Linked DNA regions of Mus musculus: region 2 is linked to region 1. A link is a contact called in public promoter capture Hi-C data. All regions are on one chromosome and are shown on one strand. Each heading gives the region's core, a stretch centred on a gene start, on an enhancer-like site or on the middle of the called end of the contact. The rest is flanking DNA. Distances are from core to core; before and after follow the strand shown. Region 1 holds the start of A830009L08Rik (RIKEN cDNA A830009L08 gene). Region 2 holds the start of Dhfr (dihydrofolate reductase).

Evidence for each region. Promoter capture Hi-C pulls out the DNA fragments that hold promoters and counts their contacts.
Region 2: a promoter capture Hi-C map of hippocampal neurons shows a contact between it and region 1, with 2.6 times the contacts expected there. The contact joins the promoter of Dhfr here to the promoter of A830009L08Rik in region 1. A contact is called at or near these places in 1 of 39 promoter capture datasets (hippocampal neurons) and 1 of 115 datasets of contacts at active chromatin or transcription factors (pancreatic cancer cells).

The regions. Positions count from the first base shown.
Region 1 is chr13:91,383,164-91,390,153 of GRCm38.p6, forward strand. It overlaps A830009L08Rik (RIKEN cDNA A830009L08 gene), which reads right to left and starts at 4,922. Exons shown (of 3, transcript NR_045161.1): 1 at 4,716-4,922.
Region 2 is chr13:92,349,426-92,356,259 of GRCm38.p6, forward strand. Dhfr (dihydrofolate reductase) reads left to right here and starts at 5,358. Exons shown (of 6, transcript NM_010049.3): 1 at 5,358-5,919; 2 at 6,225-6,274. The coding sequence starts at 5,834. Msh3 (mutS homolog 3) reads right to left here and starts at 5,578. Exons shown (of 24, transcript NM_010829.2): 1 at 5,338-5,578; 2 at 3,800-3,917; 3 at 1,806-2,026. The coding sequence starts at 5,475.

The sequences.
Region 1 (6,990 bases), core at 3,672-6,171:
TAGACCTGCGTCGCAATAAACTCCGTGAAAGCCTAAGTGAACACTGAACTCTGATGAACTAGACGCTGAAGTGTGCTAAGTGTATCAGGAATGAAGATGGATTGATGGACTGACTGCAGCGTGATGGGTGTTTGCTAGAGAAAAGGCAGTAAGTATTCTCTGTGGAGCACTGGCCCGTGTGCTTGCCATGGTACCCTTAGTAAACTTGTATGTTTAGAGATTTCCTCCCGATCCCTCCCAGTGTGCTGGGATAAGATTCAGGGCCTTGCATTTGTTAGGTAAGTTCTGTACTGCTGAGCAACATTTCCAGCCCTGTAATTTTTCCTAGTCAACAGTGACCTGGGGAGAAATGACTTAAACTGAAAGCATTGACAAATGAAAGATTCTATTTATAACAAATTCAAATTTTGCTCTTTTTTAATTATGGGAAATAATTTTGTCATGGAGAGATCGCCCAGCTGAGTTAAGGAAATAGGACCTGTTTTTGTTTGTTTTTAATAACTTTCAGATAAGGACATTTATTAGACAAGAATTGGACAGATATTGATTCACAACTGACTTCATGATATTAAAAATAAAGTCAATATCACTAAAGTTGATAAGCATCTCTCTGTATACATTGAAGGCAAGGGTCATGGTTCAGCTTTTTCTTCCAGGACCCAGCCATGTGTGAAAGGAAAGAACCTCAGACTCCTCAGCCTGATGGGAAAGATGGTGCAGAGATTGCTGGAACAGCAAGCATCTTAGGGTCCTGGAGAAACGATGGTCCCCTGATGAATACGAGCTCATTGCAGAAAGCAGGTAGATTATGAATGGCAGCTTTTGTTTCTTTGCAAAAACACTTCAGAGAGCTCCCCCTTCCCTTTTCTTTGGTCTATTAAAATGTAAACAGAGAAAGGCAGCCTCTTTTGGTGGGGGGACCTCGACAATGCAGGCATACATAGGCAGATGTAATTATGTGACCCCCCCCTGTCCCAACCACATTTCTATGGCCTCGGAGAACACATCCCACGTTTTATAGGTACAAATGCAAAGCCTAAAAGGCGAGGAAGTATTGCTAATGAGTGGCGAGGGCAGTCAGACGGGGCCTGTGACTTCTTAGCCCTGACTACAGGGCGATCTCAGTCCTTCCCAGCTGGCCTACAGAGAGCTGCACAAGCCAGATTTGTCTTCTTGTCTTACTCTCTCACTAGCTTGTCACAAAATCATTATCCACAGTGTGATCCTTCCACACAGGTACACAGTGTGTTAAGGAGCAAATCATTTGTGGCTTTCAATGTTTATCAGTTCTTGGTGATGAGAATATTAGATAGCATTTCATATGTATATGGTAGGTATAAATAGGTACAGGCATAGATATATATATGATATATATCACATATATATCAGCTTTTTAAGTGCAAAATTCAACTTGTACGTTCATATAAGTAAACTTTTTTTTTTTTTTTTTTTTTTTTTTGGTTTTCGAGACAGGGTTTCTCCATGTAGACCAAGCTGGACTCAAACTTAGAAATCCACCTGCCTCTGCCTTCCAAGTGCTGGGATTAAAGGTGTGCAACAGCACCACCCCGCTGACAAGTAAACATTTTTAATGTGGAATAAGTTCCACCACTTTTGAAAAAATGTTGCATGGGGCAAACAAAAAACCCTTTCTTGGCACACTGCAATTTTGGGGGCCCTGTGTGACCTCTAACATATATAATTAGGATAAAACAGAAAACTCTTGTAGTGATATCATCCAGTGGGATTCGGCTTGATTGTGTGTTCACATTCACGGTCCCGCTTCTCCTCTGCAGCAGAGGGAAATTACTCACCCACACTCTAATCACTCTTTTATTTATTTTTCAATGTTGAGACAGGGTCTCACCCTGTAATCTCGGCTGGCCTGGAACTCACTCTATGTATCAAGCTGGCCTCTAACTCACAGAGATGTGCCAGCCTCTGCCTCCTGAGTCGTGGGATTAAAGGTCTGCACCACCAGGTCCTCTTACTTTAAATAGGAAACAAATATCTGGCCATTGGAATCTTTGCAAATTCATACAGTTCACATCTTGAAAGTTTGCTTCGAGCTGGGGGTAAGGCTCAGTGGTCAGTGCATGTTTAACATGAACATTGTCCTGGGCTTCTTCCTCGGCACCGACAGAAGTCCATGTTGTGTCATTAGTATTTTGTACTCCTTTGAAAGGTTAATTGACAGAATTATATTATCCATGAAGCCAGCTTTTATTTATACTTAATGATCCCAACATGTATGTGTTTTGAGCAAGGGACAGATTTTTCCTACAGGACAATAGCTACTACTTATGGATGCCACCTCTCTGTCATTTTCACTCCAGGAAGACTCCCATTTAGCTTCTTTAATTCTTGAATGCTGTTCTGTACGGATGAGAGAACAGGCTCAGAACCATAGCACGTCTTGCCAAAGTAGTGGATGTTAGAGCCAAGAATTAAACACGTGTGGGGGGCAGGCTCCAAGGCATACTGCTCTTTAATTCTTCAACACTGTGGTGTCTATAATTCCATGTCTACATGCTGTTAAGGTCCCCAGGACGGGCTACAAACACTACTGTATCTGTAATAAGCTTCAGGACTATATTTCTAGTAGTGAGCTTCTAACAAACCCTGCCCAGTATGGTTATATATCTTAAAAATAAAACCAAACAACAACAGCCAAAAAAAAAAAAAAACCCAAAACCAAAAACTTCCTTAATTTCCTGTAGGAAGAATAAGCTTACTTCTCACATGATGCATAGATACATTCTCAGTGAGACATACCCAACATATCCAAGCAGCACGGTCAGCAACGGAACAGGGGCAAAATGTTTTGGCCTTTTTCCCCTTCTCTTAGTCCTGTTCTTCTTTCTGTCCTTGGCTCTATATTGTTTGGCTTGTTTCTCCTAGAGGGTTTTTGTTTAAAAAAAAAAAAACCAAAAAAACACACCTATACACATTATAAACCCAAGTAAAATGTACTTAGCTCTGTCCCATTGTAAGTGAATTCACAAATGTCAACAGGCTTCAGCTGCATTCTTACCATGTCCCAGAAGCTGTGGACCCATTTGAAACCCACCACAAGGGCTATTTTTATGTAGAAAGAAAACTGGGACTGGGGCAAAGTTCAAGGCCAAGGTGGGATAGTCTGAGTGATGGGGAGACAAGAGAAGGCCCAGAGATCATGAGAGTGTGCTGTAGTGAGAGACAGAGGAACATAGCTGGTGAGCCTGGCTGCTGTCAACATCACCTGGAGAAACTTGGAAAGTCTTGATATCGTGGGCCCCCTGACGAACTACATTAGATTTCTAGTACTGAGCCCAGATATCATCTGTTTAATAGCTCTCCAAGTGCTTCTAATGTGAGCTATAGAACCACAGACATGCTGGAGTCCAGCTGGGGCTGGGCTCAGGTCCCAGCTCTGCCAGGAAAGTAGCTACCTGCTCTTTGGAAAGTTACTTAGTGTTCCTAGGCCTCATCTGTAAAATGGAGACACGACTCTTAGCTCTTTTGTGCTCTCTCCTTTAGGCAATGTCTTTTTAGAGGCAGGGTTATGCTTTCTGGGAGAGGTGTCAGTGAGATGAGGGGAGGGCCTTAAAGCTGTGTGGTTTGCCAGGCAGGTGGAAGGCAGTGTTCCCCCTCTTCCTTCCAGCATCACTGTACATCTCCCCCCCCCCAACACCCTGCCCTGACCATTGTTTCACGGACAAATTGAATGAGTACTCTTCTTTCTACTTTTCTGAGAAGGTAAAAGCACCATCATAGAAGCTGACATGGCAGGGCAGAGGCTGGTCCTACAGGGCAATGGGCTTCCCAGGCATAAAAGTACTATTTTATAGGAAAGATTTCAATTTTTTCAAGCCTACAAGGGCAGGTGGATGGAAAACTTTTAATTAACCTATTCAATTATAAAACAGTCATTGTAAGACTTTATATAAGCCATATAATATTAAGTTAATAATTTGAATAGTTTTATATCAATATTATTCCTGGGTTTTGTTTGTTTTTCCATTTTGTTCTTGTCATTTCGCTCTATTTGCTTTTTGCACGTCCATTTGTTTTAGATGACTCCTCAGTTCAAGTTTAGAATGAGATCCTAAAAACTAAAGATCTTTCAGTCCAACACTCGGCATATTTAAAGACCTTGATTCATTAGCAAATGAAGCTAACAAAGGCAACACGATAGCAACAGCTAAATCTGTAACAATAAGGCGCATCATTTCAGTAGCATTAGACTTAGTGCTAGATATAGAAAGCTGATCATCCTGACCCGGACATAGCAGCATGGCTTCATATAATCTGAGGTGCTGAGGCAGGAAGCTTCTGAGTTTGAGGCCAGCCTGGGCTCTATAACCTACCTGTCAAAAAACAAACGATGGGGAAAGTAGAGGAAGGGAAAGAAGGATAGAAAATTGGGAGAGGGGAGAAATGGAAGAAAGACAAAGGAGGAGAGAGAGGGATACAGAGAGAGGGAGGGAGGGGAGTAGGACGGGAGGGGGGGGGGAGCTGCATTCCACATGTGTCAGAAGTGAGAATCATGCAGATGCTGGAGGTCCTCTAGGTCTGCTTTTTCCTGGCTGAGTTCATTCATCAGTGCTAACATAGGGACTCCAGGATCCTAAGTCTTACAAGCTTGAACAAAAGTAGCCTTAAAAATTAAAAAAAACAAAAGTTCTAGAGAAATATGGCCATGGGGGGGTGAGGTTATAATAACTGTTACTTACATAAATAGATCATTTTATTGGGCTGGTTAATGATTCCCATGTGTCCTTCAGAAACGCTCTGTCATCTTCAGTGACGGCCACTTCAGCAATTAGAGAAGAGAAAGTGACGAACTCAAGGTTTCCTCATCAGTGAGCTCAGCCAATAAGCCAACAGAGGGCTCAGTGGCCATTACTGACCCTCCCCGGAAAGCTTCCAGCTCGAAGACTGAAGAAGCATGGCGCAGACACACAGCAGTATAATTCAAGCGACTAAAATAAACTCAGCGAGCTTGCCTCATCTCTAAACACTGCATACATTTAGGTGCTATTTTGACAAGAGAGCATGGTGGCTTTTTAAGAATTTAATTTTTCAAACTCGGGTACAATTCTTTTCTTCTAACAGCATCACCCTGTGTCTGTGTTGGCTCCTCGTGAGATCATTATTAAGAGAATTGAATTATTGTTCTGTTCAAATGACCTGTGCATTCAACAATGTGTGCTGGGCTCCAGAAAGAAGTGTTTTATGTATTATTGGGAGATGGCCATCTGTGGCACAAACCAGGCCTCCCAACATGCAGAAATGCTACAAGATAGTTTCTGTTCGGTTTTATCTATGATCTGAATTCCATTTATAAGCTTTTTTCAGCCACTTGTCAACACTGTTCACTATAGCAACACTGAAAATGGCCAGGAATGAACAGATTTATCAAAGCTCTGTGAGGTTGGACTGTATGTTTCAATTATTGTATATTGGATTTTTATCATACATTTAAAATTTTTGTCCACAAAAATAGCAACAATGTCATAAAAATGGAAGTAGTTTTCTTTGATCAACTTCCAATTATTATAAGACACAAAATGAACATGCTAGATTTCGTGACTTTTATTAGATAATGGGTCTCACATTATATATGTATATTTTAAATATAACATTATCTGTCGATGCCAAGAAATGTGGATTAATTTTTTTTCAACTCTGAAAAACATTTTTCTTCCCTTTCCTGCATATGTAATGGAACAGCATGGCAGTGTGTAAAATTAAATTTTAAAATTGTAGAATATATTTAAACCATAGCCTCCCAACCTTTCTCTATCTTTTTAAAAGTAAACTTTTGATAATACTAGGGGCATGTTGGACCAAATACATGTTTTTATATAAAGCAATTATACCCAGTTATCTCTATCAGAGAATTAAAAGTCTTTTAGGAATCTTTTGCTTGGTGGTTTTATTGTTTTACTGATGCCTTGGTTAACATTAAGTATCTCTTCTGTAATGAAGTATTAAATTTTCAAGTGGAATATAGTGTTTACAAGCAAGATTTCTTCCAACCTTCCTTCTCTCTCCCTCTCCCTCCCCCTCCTCTCTCTCTGTCCTTTCTTTGTACAAAATCACGTCTATGCTGAACATATCACTTTAGAACTGAAATTAATGTAGATTTTTATTTCATTTGTGGGAAGGATACTTGTTAGAAAAGGCTGACTTACATCAACAGACAGACGGAAAGGTTAATGACCTTCACAGAAGTGCCCCTGGACTCATCTTCATCAAAGAAGGAGGAATAGTGGTGGCACTCAGTAAGGGCACCTAGCTCCAGCTGAGGGCTGAGGACTTTTTCTGTGGCTCCCCTAAGTGCTCCCTCTGTGGGCACTGTGTCACTTGCTCACTGGAGAAGCAAGAACTTCAGAACCAGAGATCTGCCCAAGGTCACTTGCTAAGACTTACTTTAGATCCATGGGGACTCCTAATACTGGACAATGTGGAACAGGTGGAAACCCTTCCACAGAACTTGGGCAGGTCACAGGGAAGCCCTAGCCATAGATGGCTGTGACCAGCACCGCTTCTGAGCTAAAAACAACCCAACTAGGTGGTACCACTTTTCCTAGAACTGGCTGTGGTCCAGAACAGCTCAAGTCCCCATATCTTCTCCTACCCAGTGCATTCTGGTGCACTTTGCTTCTCCGGGTAGATATAGCTTCATTCCGTTGTTTGATAATTCATCCAATGACATGGTTCCTGTTGTTTAGGGACACACAGCTGCAATATACAACGAAGTGTCTCCATCCTGACCTCAGGGTTTTTGCTGCTGTTTTGGGGGGAATCCCCAATAGAACTGACCATAGAGCCTCATCCAAAGAGGTTAGCTGGCAGCCCTCAGTGGTCAGAAACAGAGGGCTCTGAACAGCAGGGAACACATTATTCTTAGAATTCTGGGGTTTGGACAAGAGCATTTGTTGTTATTGTTGTTGTTGATGCTGCTGTTGTTTTGTTTGTTTGTTTGTTTGTTTGTTTTCAGAC
Region 2 (6,834 bases), core at 4,108-6,607, 970 kb after region 1:
ACTGGGTGACAACACAGAACGGTTTCTAAAGGCATTCTGAGGGCAATTTATCTACAGGTCTGAAAACTTTTCCAAAATAAAATAAACACAAAATAAAAAAAACACAGAGAGAGCAGTGGGGGAAGGGGTACAAGTGAAAATGACATGTGATATCAAGATGAAAAGGAAAACAATTACTCTCTATGATAACTTTAAAAATTAAAGAAACCAAAGTAGAAAGCCAAAGTAAACTCTATAAATAACTAGACTGAAAGTCTAAATAGTTTAACGTTCTATATGCTTTACATTTTTTATTTTGAAAATCAATTAATATCTTGGTATTTATTCCCAGAAGTGTTGGACAGGATCGAGCAACACTTGTCCAGGGCACTTTCAGGAAACACACTGATAGACAGTAACCTTCCAAAGAGACTCAACTCATCTCAATAATCAAGCTGCAATGTGCTCCCCTCACTCAGTAACTGGGAAGGCGGCCAGCCTTGAACACGGCAGCAGCATCCCATATGCTAAATGACAGGAGGAAGAGAGCGGAGCACTGGCCCTCACCTGCTCCTGACTAGGGAAGACTGCAGATGTGTCTCACGCCCTGCACCTGCCTTCCCTCTGATGGACCAGACCCTCAAACTGTGCGCTAAAATAAAGCTGTCCTTAAACTGATTTTGTCAGACAGTTCATCTCAGCAAAAGAAAGGCCATTAGTCCACAAACAAGCCTCCAAAAGAAGAAGTGCAGACTCGTGGCAAGAGAAATGTGGTTTATTGAATCAGAATACAATTATCTTTAATTTTTATGAGATTTTTCCCTTTTGTTTTTATGGTTTTATATAAATCCAAGGATGCTATATAACATAAAATTTAATTCCCATTCACAAAAACTACATTTTTAGAAAAAGTACACATTTATGGAATAAGATAGACTTCCTCCCCCCAAAAATTTATCAGTGTGATACTAACAAATTGATATTAAACAATTTTTAAAACTATGAAGACAGAAATATTTCTCAGACCTATTATGCTTTTATATCCCTAGAGCCAGCACAGTGAACTCAACTGTGAATTCAGGAAACCTGTCACGAGCCCTGGTGCTGCTGGCTCTGCACTGACTGCCCCACAATATGGTAGCTTTTAACCACTCACTTGCATCCTATGACCCCCACCAGCTCATCAATCCAGGTAAGGTGTCCAACACCTTTAGCTTAGCCCCAGCACTTAGAAGACAGAGGTTGATAGGTCCCTGTTAGTTCAAGGGCAGCCAGGGTTGTATGTGAGACCCTGTCTCAAAGAAAATACAACAGCAATGGCCTATTGCCTGTAATAACATCCACTTAGTTCCCTGGCTTCCAGGGAAACTTCTGTCTGGTTACTTCGAGTTCGCAACATTGTTGCAATGCAGAGCTGGTCACCATCTATATAAAGCCTATACTCATTTGCTTTACCTCTGAACTGACTGTATCTGCCAAGCCTTCAACTGAAAAAACCACGTATATGATGCCCACTGGGATTCCCCATGCAAAATATGTAAACTGCCAATGAGAAGCAACCCCACATGAATGTTCCTAACCCACACAGTACAGCAGGACTGCCTGTAGGTGTTGTGTCTTAATACAAAACCAACTACTCTCCCCCAAATAAAAGTAAAACTCTTAAATGCTGAAAAGAAGCAAGAAAAGCTAAGACACAAATGTTCTCTCATCTAGCAAGGATGACTGGATATGGAAACCATTTATTTTCCTGTGTAACCTCAAAGAAGCGAAAAGTACTTCAGAACCCAGGTGACTAGTTATTCACCTACGCAGCAGTTACATACTTTCTGATTAGCCTGAGATTTGGAATCTTCGGACAAAACCGCATTCTTTGCACGTTGCAGAGTGATATCTTCAAAATCAGTACACCTTGGCAGAACTTCAAGTCTCTCCCGAAGAGCTTCTGTCTGGACTCTGTTTTGAGGGAGGGCAGAATCACAGCAGAATTCTTTCAACTTTTCCAGGGACTTTAAAACAATCCTGGGCCTCAGACATTTCTTTGCCTCTTGGGAAATATGAAGAAAAAAACACACCAATAGTATTTTGGCTTCACTAGGACAATTCATAACTTGCATAGAATTTTTCAGAAGGACATTCCCATTGGAGCAATGCACCTAGCTATAATGTGATAAAGAACACCATGTTCAAGGTAAAGATGACCCATTTAAGCATACATATAATTTCATTCACTGATGAAATCCACAGAGAAGTATAGTCAAAGAGGCTGGCAAGATGGCTCTGCAGGAATGGTGTCACCAAGTTGATGACCTATGTTCTGTGATGACCAGAAACAACAAGATGGGGGGAGAAAGCCAACTCCTTCGAGCTATGCTCTGACCTCTACACATATATGGCTCCCATGCACAGATGCGCGCGCGCGCGCACACACACACACACACACACACACACAATAAACACACAATAAAAGAATAAGCAGTGCAATTTTAATTTTAAAAAGCAGAACTCTAGTGGAACTCTGCTTCTTGTTTCTTTGCGTATAATGACAGACAGGCCAGGTATATGAAGCTAGACAGGGAACTGATGTATAGTCACTAATTCAGTACACAAGAGTCACACCCAATCCTTAGAAAAGCAAAAAGCCAATTCAATTGGCAACACAAAATGCTTAAGTCTCAGAATGGGGCCACCATGGAGTCTGGAAAGCTCTGAAATAAAAAGAACTGATTCAAAGTAAACTGAGCCTACATTCTTCTCACCCTTCAAGCTCTGAGAGCCTTTCTCCCACTCAGCACGGACTAGAGACTTCTCTGGAAAGGTGTAATATGCAGAATTTCTGGTTATAAACTATCCCAGGAAAATGATAAGAGCCAAAGCTGACTGGATGCAGAAATAAAAGGGATGAAAAAGTCAAAATGGTAGATGCAGGAGACAAGATGGTCATGAGCAGGGTTAGAGGTATAGGTCATGAAGAGGCTCTGTTCACCAGTACAGCTCTTGAAGTCAAACATGAAAGAGTTAAGATAGATAATAAGAAGGCTCGCTGGGGCAGGGAAAGGTGGCGCACACCTTTACTCCCAGCACTTAAGAGGCAAAGGCAGGTGGATTTCTGAGTTCGAGGCCAGCCTGGTCTACAGAATAGCCAGGGCTATATAGAGAAACCCTGTCTCCAACAACAACAGCAGCAAAGGCTCATTGGGGACTGGAAGAGAGCTTCCTAGGTAAGAGTGCTTACCAACAAGTCTTAGAAGCTGAGTTCAAAGCCAGAACTCACACAACGTAAGGAGAGAAATAACTCATGCAAATTGTCCTCTGACCTCTTTTACCTATGTACTATGACACACACAAATAAATGTGATAAATAGATCATTAGCAAATGTTTCATCTTTATAACCAAGATTTAAAACATAACATGGCAGGAGAGATTGTCCAGTGGTTAGTGCACATACCACCCTTCCATCAGAGAACCTGAATTGCCAGCAACCACATCAGATGGCTGATAACCACCTGTGACTCCAGCTCTCAGAGGATTACATGCCTCGTGCCTATGCAGGCATCTACACTCACAACACACACACACACACACACTCGCAAAACACACATACACACTTTTTAAAAAATACAGCAATAGTGAACAAAAGAGAAAGTTGGAAGAACTACTAAGAGAACTGAGCTCCTCTGTGGGCCTAGCCTCTCAACCAGCAGCTGAGGAGCAGCAGGGCTCCTTCCCTACACAGGAAAACAAAGCTCAGCACTCCCATGATCCCCTCTGCCTTCTGGGGAAGCCAGCAGCTGAGAATACTTAGTCTCTGGCACTCACCAGGGTGGTGAGCTGCTACTGAGATGTTTTCTTCCTCCTTCTCTGGAACTTTCCTTGCTTTTTTCTTAGTGGGCCCACCATTTCCCAGTGACCTCTTCCTGCTGTCACCTTCTGTCACCTGTATCGGGAAGGTTGGAAATGGTGTATTAACACTATTCTAAAGCTTGAAGTCTCTGGAGTTATTTAACCTTGCTGCAGAATGATAGTAAGTTCCTGCCTGCCACTCTACTTTTTACTCTGAAAAGGCTGTTGGGGGTGACTGTTTTTGCCATCAGAGACAGAAACTGGCAGGAACAGTCTCTCATTACCTCACATTCTACTAAAATTATGTGGAATTCTCTACTTTCCTACTCATATGTTAAATAAAATACTTCTACAAGATCAATTTTAAAAAATCTATTTTCAAAATGCAAAATTATAGAAGGAAGAGGAGTAATAAACGACCAATGTATTTCCTGTTTCAAAGCTTCCATTCACTATTAAAAGATGTCCTGAGACTATCTGTTGGCAGATAATCTATGAAAAACTTAAAACTTTTGCCTAATATCCTCTCAGTGGTGAGTGCAAAATGAATCTTAGTGAATGTACAGAAATAAAAAAAAAGCCTTAAAAAGAGAGAGTAGAGCATTAGTCAGTATTGGAAAGAAATATAAATGAAATGGGTTAAGATTCTTAAACTGATTTGCAACTGCAGTAAAATACAGGAGATGCCCGTTACAATCACCTTCTACATCTTCAGTCTGGGAAATGACCGAGGCCTTAACTCACCCTGAACAAGTGTGACACATTGCCAGCTAGTGTGGGAAACATCCTTGGGCCTGTGTTTGTGGCAGTATCACGATGGGGTTTTGGTTTTGTTTCTCTTTGCTTTGCTTTGAACTATCTGATGGGCTGCAAGCAACAGGAAGTAGCCAACTATAAGCATGTACAGAAACTTCATCCATCTAAATGCTTACACTGGAAATCTGTACAGTAAAACGATATTCTGGCACGGGGATCAGAAAGACAGAGCACATGGTTTTGAATTCTGAGAAACTAGCCTTAATGACAGCTTTCTTCTAGTCAGCCAAGCAAGCATATGTAAATAAAGCTCCTCTTCAACCATCAATACAGTAGGGAAAATGTAAAGGAAAGAATGAAGAACAGAGGTTAAAAAACGCATCCTGGGCCGGCCGGCCAGTCCTCGCCATTCACCACGATAGAAGTTTCTGGCTCGGGTTCCGGCTACCGACTGGAAGCACCAAGACCTCAAATCTATTACCGCTGGTCGGGTAAAAAAGTCAACTAAAACAAGGACCAGAAGAAGCCGCCACCTTAAGCCTTCCCTGGCCCCGCCCCTTAGCCCTACCCACCATTAATAAGCTCTCCATAAGGCCTCCGCTTCCGGCCACGACGGCTACGCACCCGCCCCACCCTGACCCCGCCCCTAGCGGTCCGGCCCCACCCCGCCCTCTAGCTCCGCCCCGTCCCAGACAGAACCCGCCCGGGACGGCCTTCGCCTAGGTGGACGCTAGGGGCGCCGCGGAGCCGTACTTTACCTTCTCTGCTGGCTCCGTGGAGGACGCGCTGGATCTTAGGCTTCCCGCAGACCTGAAGAACCGGCTTAGAACCGTTTGCCTCCCCGGGCCTGGGCCGGCGGCAGTAGAGCCTCCCGACGCGGATTTCCCGCGGGGCATTGCAGTGTGCAGAAGAGCCGGCCTGCTAGGAGCGCGAGCGCGCGGCCGCACTTTCTCGCGCCTGCGCGCGCGCACGCCTCAACCTGTGCGGGACCGGCCTTGGGGGCGGAGCCTTAGCTACACAAATAGAATGCGCGGCGGGCCTTGGTGGGGGCGGGGCCTTAGCTGCACAAATAGGATGCGCGGCGGGCCTTGGTAGGGGCGGAGCCTTAGCTGCACAAATAGGATGCGCGGCGGGCCTTGGTGGGGGCGGGGCCTAAGCTGCGCAAGTGGTACACAGCTCAGGGCTGCGATTTCGCGCCAAACTTGACGGCAATCCTAGCGTGAAGGCTGGTAGGATTTTATCCCCGCTGCCATCATGGTTCGACCATTGAACTGCATCGTCGCCGTGTCCCAAAATATGGGGATTGGCAAGAACGGAGACCTACCCTGGCCTCCGCTCAGGTATTGGCCGGGCTGGGCTCGGGAAACTGAGGCGGTTCACTGAGTAGGGTCATGCACTTGGCTTGGACGCGCGGGACGGGCGTGAGCGGTAGGCCTACCGGCCTCAGCCAGAGACCAAGCTACCGGTTCCCGCGGTGATCCCCCTGCTGTGCCAGCCTTTGCTCACAGGCTCCCTGGCCGGGAGCAAAGTCCTGTCCTTGAGCGGGCAGCAACACCACCCCCCACACCCACACCGGACTTGCACCTTTCGTCGCTGAATGGAGCCTGAGCATACATGACGGGTTAACTGTTTCTCTAACTTTCAGGAACGAGTTCAAGTACTTCCAAAGAATGACCACAACCTCTTCAGTGGAAGGTAATGTAGAGTAATTAAGTCATGAGAATTATGTTTGCTTGAAGCAAGATTTACATGGTAGAGGTATGAGTAGAAAGTCTCCCCTGGGAATCTGGGATCTCTGTTTCTTGCTAGAAATTTTTGTGCGATTCCCAGATTTTATTAAACATCCTCTTAGAATACTCTATGTTTGAAATTTTGTTAGCAAGTGCATATAGCTCGAATATAACTGGGCAGAATCGGCAGCAAAATTTAGCACTTTGAATAGAGACCTGAGCCGGTATTTAGAATTGTTACTGAAAGACAGAAGACTTGAGTAAATGGAGAAAAATGCAGGGGAGAAGAGGCTAAAAATAATTTAAATCTGTTGGCTTTAGGAAGACACGGTGGGATGAAGGCTGTGGTCTTCAGTGAGGCAGTCTGGGTGACTGACTTTAAAAGAATGGGGAGTGGTGTGCAATAATTATAAGGCAGTTTCCCATTACTTGTGATTGTAAGGACATTCGCTGTAATTCTTCCTAACAGACATGTTTGCTTATTGCTTATCATTGTAGGAGAGGAGGGCAGAGCTGATGGGAAAA